Regions from separate parts of the Columba livia genome. Here region 1 is linked to region 2. A link is a contact called in public Hi-C data. All regions are on one chromosome and are shown on one strand. Each heading gives the region's core, a stretch centred on a gene start, on an enhancer-like site or on the middle of the called end of the contact. The rest is flanking DNA. Distances are from core to core; before and after follow the strand shown.

Region 1 (4,848 bases), core at 1,273-3,772, 49 kb before region 2:
TCTCATCAGCAGCTGGGCTGAGCCAAGAGAAGTGAATTCAGACGAGGGCAGGTGAAACCCACTTTGCAGGGCAGCTGACTCCTCTTGATCAGAAATCCTGCCCAAAACACAGCAGTGCAGGTTGTTCTTTGGGTGACTCTGTGGGTTTTCAGCTGTGTTTGCCTGAGAGGAAAGGCAGCAGTAGGTACATCCAGCTGATGCTGCAGCCGATCGCTTCCTCTGCAGGGACTCAGGGTTAGCGACTGGTTTTCCCAAGGTGGGTTATAAGGTGTGCTGGAGAGAGAAATAAACATCGTAATGTGGCAAGTCCTTAATAAAGTTACTGATGTTACTCAGGGAAGAAGGCACCACAGTTTCTTCTGTTCCTACGCCGAGGTTTCTAAGGTCTGCGGCAGCTTCCGATGCTCACCAGCTCTCCCATCACTCCACTGCTGCAAACACACCTTGGATTTTGCAGGGCAGAGGCAGATTTGGAAAACCCACACACCCCTTCCCCTCTGGATGCAAAGCGTGGTACAAACAGGAGCATCTCAGTCTCTGTGTGGTCTGTTTGTAGTTTTTTCCTTTGGGAAGACACAGGTGAAAACATAAAGCCATGTAAAACAATCTCGGTAGCCAAAAAAATATTGAGCTGCCTTCAAAACCGAAAAGAGTTGCAAGCCCAAAGGTCCCCACCACATAAACTTACTGCAACGTGGGATGGTGATGCTACCGCAACAAGTGTCAGACACTCCGGGCTTTGGTCACAGTCTCACCGGGCTGGTCGGATATCCTCAGCTGCAGCCTGCCATGGGATGGCCATGGAGGGCAAGGAACTGCTCCAAAGCAGAAAGAAAACAAATTTAGAAAATCTTTCAGAGACCTGCTGATAAAGTTTCTTTGGCTCTGCGTCTGGGCATTGCTCCCAAATTCAGCCTCTCACCCTCAGATAAAGCACTAGAGCCTGGAATGAGAGTTAGATGTGTGGGAGTGCACGTATCTGTGCCTAGGCTGGAAAACGTGTACTGTAATGCCTAGAAAATGCTTTTTACCTTGGGATTTGCTCCAGAAAAACCCTTTTCTGTGCTTTTACAACTGTCCCCTGTTGCTTGGGACTGCCCAGGTGTGAAACCCAGACCTGAGGAGGGGAAGACTGAGGAATTTGTGTCCTTCCCTCTGTCACCCAGCTGTGGGAGCAGCTGGACTCAGCCACGCCACCTCCAGACAGCGCTGCTCCTCAGGAGGTGGGCAAGAAGACATGGTCACCTCAGGCTGCAGGGTGACCTGTCACAGAGGACAGACGGACCCACAGCTTCTGCCTTTACCTCCTACAATGGGAGGATCCAGTCCCAGCCTCAGCTTCCTCGTGGGGCAAAAAGAAGGGGAGAGGAAGAGGAGATCCTGAGAGACTGTTGCTGGCCCATCCCTACCATTTTATCATGAGATTATACTACTGGGTGGATTGATTGTTACTCTTTTTAAGTCCATGTCCTGGAAACTTGTCATGATGTGAGGATTTTAGTTATACTCAAACCAAACACAAACCACCACCATCAAACTCTGAGTCCTTAGCCTGCCGGCTCACAGAAAGAAGCTGGAAAAATGGGAATACTTTTCTTTTTCACATAATTATTTTAAAATCAATCTCTTTCTGGAGAGCAGGAGTTGGCTTTTGGATGTAAAACAGTGGAGTGGTTTCAGCCCAAGGGAGATGAAGGTGAAGCCAATTGTAATGACAGAGGTGCAGGGGCAAGGTTGGAGAACTGGGGAAGTATTTGTCAGAGAAACAGGAGAGAACGGGGATCCTCCGGGACACCGCCTGGCTTGGGGATCATCCCACTGTACTCGACGCTGGTGAGGCCACACCTTGAATCCTGTGTTCAGCTTTGCACCCCTCACTACAGGAAAGACATTGAGGTGCTGGAGAGAGTGTAGAGGAGGGTGATGAAGCTGGTGAATGGTCTGGAAAACAAGTCTGATGGGGAGCGGCTGGGGGAACTGGGGCTGTTTAGCATGGAGAAAAGGAGGCTGAGGGGAGACCTTATCACTGTCTATAACTACCTGAAAGGAGGTTGTAGCATGGCGGGGGTTGGTCTCTTTTCCCAAGTAGCAAGTGACAGGACAAGTGAAAATGGCCTCAGGTTGTGCTGGAGAAGGTTTAGACTGGATATTAGGAAAAAATTTTCATGGAAAGGGTTGTCAGGGATTGGAACAGGCTGCCCAGGGAAGTGGTGGAGCCACCATCCCTGGAGGTGTTTAAATGACGTAGAGACGAGGTTCTTTGGGACATGGTTTAGAGTTACGTTATAGTTGGACTCTTCCAACTGCCATGATTCCATGATTCTGTGCTTCTAAGGGCTGAGGCTCCCCCGCCCCTGGCTGCTCCCCTGGGCAGCGCCGGGGGATCGGGCAGGCCCGGGCGGTGCAGATCCTCCCCCTCCCGCCGCGGGAGCAGCGCCCCGGCTGAGCGGCTCCGGGGCTCCGCTCTGCCCCCCTCCCCGCCAACCCGTCCCGCACAGCGGGCGCCCCCGCGGCCCCGCCCCGGCCGGTAACGCCCCGCGGCCCCGCCCCTGCCGACCTGCCGGCGCGGCCGGGCCCGGGGCGCTGGCCGGGGCGCAGGACGGGCGGTAAGGCTGCTCCGTACGGGTCTGAGCTGCCACAGCGGCCGGCGCCGCTCGGTCCCCCCGCAGCAGGGGGAGATGGGGCACGGCGGCGGTTCCCCGCTCCTCGGGGCTGTGGAGCTGGGCGGTTCGCCGTGTCCCCCCCGCCTCCTCCTCCCCGGGGGCGGGCAGGTGCCGGTGCCCGGTCACCGCGGGGCTCGGCGGTGGGAAGGGCGGGTGGAGGAGCCGCTTCCCCGGCTGAAGCGCCGGCGGCTGCGGGTCGGGGACGGGCTCGCACCCGCCGGGGTTTCCCCTGTACTGCCCGCCTGGGGGAGGGTGTCCCGGGGGAGGGTTCGGCGGCAGCAGCCCCGCCGTGTCCCGCTGGCCCTCCGGAGCCCCGCGGCGGGGGCGCAATCCAGAGCCCACCGGCCGGCCCTGTGCCACCTGCGAGGTGACCCTGGGGAACACAGCCCGAGATTGGCTCAGTTTGTTGAGCACAGAACGTGTCTAGTAGCGGCCAGTCTTTTCAGAAGTGTCGCTCCTACTGTAGCTCCTAACCCGCTCCCCAAAACAGCGTGCATCTTGACGAGATGTGGTTAATCTAAAGCGATAAATGCAATATTGCCCGTATAATTTACAGACGCTAGACTGAATTTACTAAATCTGCCTTAATTGCTTAAACAGTTGGAAGCACTGTATTTGTCACAGGATTAAACGGCCAGCTCTGGTGTTGCTGCAAATCACACCACTTCAGGAATCTTTCGGACAGGGAAAGCCCACACAAACAACAAAAGCAGTGTTTGAGCATACGCGAGAAGGATGAAATACATAGTTATAGAAAATATATAATGTGTTGGATATTGTTTATAATTATTTAGGCTTGTCTCCTGTGCATTCAGTACTCAATTAATACCCAAGAACTTTTGTTAAATATTTTTTGAGTATTGTTCACTGATTTAATGGCATTCTTGTGATGTGGGCAGATAGTTATGTGTAAATTTTAAATAATTTTCCCTGCAGCGATTTTCAGTTGTATAATACTGGAATGTGTTTATTTTAGCCTGAACATTCTTTCTCCTGCCTTATCAGCTATCTTTCTTTATTCCTACACAGCCCTTATCACAGAAGTATTTATTTACAATTCTTTCTTTGCAGACTAATATCCTACATAGAGAGTGAGACTGAATAACATGCACATGCTGATTACTGGAGGAGACACTGAAGGTCATCCTGTTTTTATTTAGCAGTGTTATTATTTGAGGTGAAATGATTAATTTGATTCTGTTTTGGAAATATTCAGATTTCTAATGCAACTGAACTTCTTTAGCCTTTTTTTTTGCAGTACGGATTTCAACAAATAAATTCTTCTTAAAGATGCAGAACCTGTCACCAGTAGAAAATCTTGCTAATACAGAAACATCTCACTGGATGTCTCTAGAAGACCTAACAGTTGAAGTAGGCAGTACGCCTCTTGATGGAAGTGACTGTAACTTGAATGAAAGGACAAGTAATGAAGAAATTACTAATCTTGAAGTAAAGCAGCTAAGCCTCCCTGTAGTAAACAGCAAAGGGAGAAGTAGTGAGGGCTTTTCTGAGAGCAGTTACGGTACCTCAGAACCCGGTGGTTCCTGGGGTGATTTTGAAGGCTTCAGGGAGTCCTTAGACAAATCAGAGGGATTCGGTCACAATCTTGACGTTTTGGGGAAGCCAACAAAAGCTTCTGGAGGTGACAGGGACTCGAGCCGTGGATGTTGCAGTGCTTCTGCTGGACACGTTCATCCTGAACCGTCTCTACATGGTGGGACACAGGAGGCCTTGAGCTCTCACAAGGAGGTAGGTGTCAATAGTAAACCAAAACCCAAACGTGTTTGTGTTACTGCTTCCTATAGCTCGAGATTTATATTTGAATGTCTTCTGTGTAGACGATAAGGCTGTACAGGGAGAGAGACCATCAGGCTACTTTGCAGCTAACCCAAGTGGAACAGAAGTGACTTTTTTACAGTGTTTGACAAATACTTAAGTTATCCTGCTGGAGAGCTTTAAAGAATGTTAATGTGCTACTTTGCTTCTAGACACTAGAATTCAGTAAGCACGTAGAAATGATGAACTTTGCCCTGAAGCACATGCAACTCAAAAGCTAGACAAGAATGAGCGTAGGAAACAAAAAACTGCTAAGGTGGGAAGCAAAAAAGGGGAGCCAAAAATTCTGTGGCTTGCCTGCAAGCTTATTGAACTAAACCAACATGAAGTTGAGTTAGAAGTTGGCAAT
Region 2 (4,647 bases), core at 576-3,075:
ACTGGTTTCAGTAAATGAAACTTTCACACCAGAGTTAAAAACAAGTGAAAACCTGGTAATTTCCTAAACAGATATTTATATATTGAGAAAGCTATCTCGGCCCATGAAACTTATACAGCTAAGATAATCTGCAAGCAAAAGCAGAAGTTGAAGTTCTAGGGGCAAAGCTTGGAGCAGAACTGGAAAGAAATGTCTGCAAAGCAATCTGATAGGGGAAGCTGAAATGAAGAAAGTATCTTCATAAAAATAAAAAAAGGGGGGGAGAATTGCTGGTTAGAAATGACAGGACACTTAAATCGAAAGGTGATTCAGAATATGTCCTAAAGCTTCTAGACAACTGAGAGGCATTGCACCTTGTGAGACACTGCGGAGCAACCTGCTTGCTGATGAAATGACTGTGGGTGACCGGGAAGAAAATGATGCAACCAGCTCAGCAGATTTCTCCTGGGAAGATAGGTCACCAGTGGCACCCGGCAGAATCCAGAACGAGCGGCAGCCCTGAGGGGATTTAAAAGCACTGGCAGCTTTTATGAAAGCGTGATCACCAGAGAGGGGTGAATGCGATGCACTTTTTGCGTGAAAATAGGAGGTACAGGGCTGGTTAAGAAGAGCCGGCATCACCTCAACTCTCCGAGCAGGTCGAGGTGCGGATCCATCCTTGGCACGTCACAGGGCTTCTTTGGGCTGGAGCCAAGTGGAGCTGCCACCCTGAGCCCCTTCCCTGAGCTGGGCAGGGGTTGGTTTGTTCTCAGTGTGGGTGATGGACAGGCCTGGCTTGCATCTGTGAGAGCTGCTGAGCACAGGGGCTCCGGCAGCGGCTGCAGAGCCGCGCTGGCAGCTCCGGCTCTTCCCATCCCGCAGCCAGCCTGCTCCGGCACAGAGCCGGCTCTCCCGGGAGTCACGGCTTCTTCCTCCAGCGGTGGCTGGTACTGGGTGGTGTGACCTGCCTGCCATGCTCCTTGGAAATCAGCCACTGTTCCTTCCCTCCCCCTGTCCCTCCCAGCCCCCTTCCTTCCCTTCTGGAGTAAGGCTGTGCTGGGCTGTGCCTGATGCCTTTGCTGCTCCTTTCTTAGAGCTGCTCAGCCCCTGCTGAGCTGGCCAGACTTTTCACACATCAGCGGTGACGGGAAAGCTGGTTTAGAGTTGGATGGCGCTTGTAAAACCGCAGAAATTAATAGGAACTCAATGGCTGGGAGCAGGGCTGAAACTGCACTTTTAAATTATTTTTTAATAAAAAAAGAAAAAAAGATGGAATTTCCACTTTATTTCTACAGTTTCAAGCTGCACAAAGAATCTCAGTCTATGACATTTCCACATTACCAATGATAGTAATAATACTGGGTTTTAATAGTTTTAAAGGGCTAAGGCAGATAACCCTTATGTAGATGAATAAGACACAGAAATACATGCAGAGTGAAGTTCCTCACTTTCCACTGGATCCCTGCACTGGTATTATTTCCAGCCTGTGGCACAGTCTCTTGGAGGGAGTGTTTCTTGGGCTCTGACAGGCACCGTCTCTCACTTGATGTTTGTATGAGGCTTAGCGCAGTGTTTCACAACCGGTGGCTTACAAGGCCTCAGATAAAGAGGCTAGGAAAATTAGTCAGGAGGTTGCTTAAGCTTTGAAACAAACAGTTTCAGCAAGATAGGATGGGAGTCCTGTCTCAATAACAATACTGAGTGGACAATGAGGCATTTTCCACTCTGTGCTCCTGCAGTGTGTTCTGTTTGAGGGCCCTGGGGTTTATGTAGCTGGGCGAATAGCTCAGCGTGCACCCGTGCAGAGGCAGGAGAACGTGTGCTGGCGCTGCTGGTGCTTGGAGCCAACCAGACATGACTCAGCCCTGAGCTGGCAGCTGTAAGCAGTCGTCAGGGCAGAGCTGTGCTCTGGCCAAGCCAGGCTTAGTGAGAGACAAGGTGTGTTAGCTCAAGCTCTGTGCTGTACCAGCAGGACTGCCTGAGGTTTGGAAGAGTTTTGGCTGTGTTCCTGATGATTCAGATGGGAGCAGAGCTTGCTTGCCTCTGCCTGGTAAAGGCAATGTGGACTTGCTCTGAGTCTGTATTGTTTCCCTCATAATTACTGTTTGATTAAAGCATTTAAGATATGTTTGTCTTTTTAATTTGGCTCCAGTGTAGGGCAGGAGGCCCACTCATAATGTACCTGTTTCCTTTAAGCCCAACCTGGCAAATTCTGATTACCTCTGAGATAAGCAACGTTATTAAACAGTCTTCAGTGCTTCTGCAGACAAACACATTCCTGCAGCAGAGCTAGCCTGAAAAATCCAGGAGCAGATGGAAGAAAGGCTAAGGAGGGTCATTAAATGTGGCTGTTCCCTAAGAAGTAAGCCGGTTGCAGAAGCTTGGCTGGGCCCCTGTAAGCCAGGTACAGGATACAGTTGCGTTGCGGGCAGTCTGCAGTCACAGTGCACTGAATTTAGGAGTAAGTGTTTTTGTATCCTTATAGCGTGTTAATGTGTGGACCACCAAAGGTGGCTGAAAATTCTGCTCAGCCTTCAGTAAAGGTAAGCTTCTCCTTTGCTTCTCTGAGCCCAGAAAGGCTGTTTGGTTGTTGGAGGGGGCTGGACAAAGAACAAGGGGCACCTGGTGCTGGTAAAACAAACCAAAGCATTCATAGTAAATGAGTATTTGTGGGCTAACTGTAGCTTGATGTTAGATGATAATGATGCTGGCGTCAAATGTTAGCGGCTTACAAAATGAGAACAGCATAGTCAGAGCACTCATCACACCAACTGATCTCTGCACCAGCTAATACATGTCTGAATATGGTAACAGTTGGCTGGCTGTGTTGGCTCAGCTGGGCATTTGTGCTGGCAAAAATCCGCAGAGCAGTAGCAGACAGGTGACAGGGGGCATGTGGCTGTCAGGACAACAGTGGCAATGCACATCTGTTCCTAGGCACAAGTCCGTCTGCCTCAGGCCACCAGCCTCAGGCCTTGCGTTTTACGGCTGTAGGTATCTGATCTATCTGTTGGGAGGCCAGGGGGATTAGGGATGACATGAGCTAAGAAACAAGCAAAGAATGAGCTAAAAAGAACCTGTTCAGACCAAGAAACCTTGTGTACTAAAACCAGCACCAGTGTGTTTATCCAGATCAGCTGGTGACTTTATGGAGCCAACAATAAATTGGTAAGAAGAGGTATTAATATGTTTCAACTGCAGATACAGTGGAAGCAGGACACAGGAAAGCTGTTAGGCTTGTACTAGTCTGCAAACTCTTCCAAACATCTGATCTCCCCAAGGGAGCAAAGAGACACAAGCCAGAGAAGCCCAAAGGCCAACTGCGAAATGGCGAAATGGCAGAACAGCAAAAAGCCGTGACCCTAATGGACTGAAACTTCTGGCCTTAACTAATGAGCAGAAAAAACCAAATGGAACTAACTGGCTGAAAAGCCATCTCAAATTATGTACAGAGCATGATGCTAATGGTAGGAAATATTTCATTGATCAGTCTGGATGTCAGTCTAAGGTGCTGTCTTGTTCTGTTCCCTCCCAGAGGCTATCTTGCACCTGCAGCTGGATAGCTGGAAAGTCCTTCGTTTCTCTGACAACAGCCAAGATAGCAGTGAGTTCTTACATTCTCTTCATACCAGCTCAAAAACACAGCTAGATACTGAAAGAAAAAACGTTAACTCTGTCCTAGGGAAGAGCAATGTTATTTCATTATTCTTAAAGATAACTCGAAACAAAAGACACTGCTAGCTGTGAAAAGTGAAAAGTTTCTAACTGTATGAAGAAAATGAACTCCATCTCAGTCAAAACAGCACAGCTCCTCAACCACCAGAATGTGACCAAATAAAAATAAAAGAAGTGGTTTTGGCAAGATTTACAGTTGCCAGCCAGTTCAGAGGAATATTCTCTGTGGTGGGCGATATGCAAAACTAAAAAAGCCAAAGGGGCTACAAAACATGCTTGAGGGATTCCAGCCATGAAACCACAGATAATGTGAATTGCACACTGGCAGGCAGGGACCAGAAGCCGGTGTGTGGCTTTGTGTTGGTGATGACCATCTGTGGTAGGAACAAAGCCCAAATGATATGAAGTTAAGACTTTCAAATGGTACCTGACGAGATAAAAACTGCAACAGAAACCTCTGGTGGTAAAGCGCTATGCACTGTACCAAAAGCAAAAGTCTCCAGATTATGCAGTAACAGCAAAGATTTTAAAGTGCTGAATGTTTTTGCGGTTTTATTTTAAGGCTTCTAAGCCCTCTTCTGGATCATCATGATAGTTCTGGTTGTGAGGGACAAGATTGTTTTGTTGTTGCAGAAGTGTTGTGTTATAAAAGTTTTCTAATAACCAGAGGAACACATCTACTTCCTTCATAACAGGGATTTTCTTTTAAACGTACGTTTTGGACACTTGAATGCCATGTCGTCTGGTGCTCCTTAAAATACGTGTTCCATATCTAAGCATAAATACCACAGGGTATGACAGTTGCTATAGCAACTAAGCATCTACTATTAAATAGCACCCGCAAGCTCAAAAAACATGTGCAGCCTGTCACTACACAAGGTATTCCTTTCTTTGCAGCAAACAAAGTACCATATTTTAATCTTGGGAGTCAGTCTGTTTCTGATGTATTTGTGCTGTGCATATGAAGGTCTCTTCTCCTCCACCAGTTCTACC

What was found. A called contact is a pair of places that touch in the nucleus more often than the background predicts.
Region 1: a Hi-C map of crop shows a contact between it and region 2, with 5 times the contacts expected there. The contact joins the promoter of CLBA1 here to the enhancer-like site in region 2. A contact is called at or near these places in 2 of 2 Hi-C or Micro-C datasets (crop and liver).

The regions. Positions count from the first base shown.
Region 1 is chr5:9,382,422-9,387,269 of bColLiv1.pat.W.v2, reverse strand. It overlaps CLBA1 (clathrin binding box of aftiphilin containing 1), which reads left to right and starts at 2,522. Exons shown (of 7, transcript XM_065063299.1): 1 at 2,522-2,606; 2 at 3,735-3,803; 3 at 3,922-4,412. The coding sequence starts at 3,770.
Region 2 is chr5:9,332,994-9,337,640 of bColLiv1.pat.W.v2, reverse strand. No RefSeq gene overlaps it. Among named protein-coding and RNA genes, the nearest start is that of CDCA4, 4.3 kb to the left of the region's middle. Within about 2 kb of position 1,825, at least 2 of the 3 cell types and tissues checked have an H3K27ac peak away from gene starts, as active enhancers do.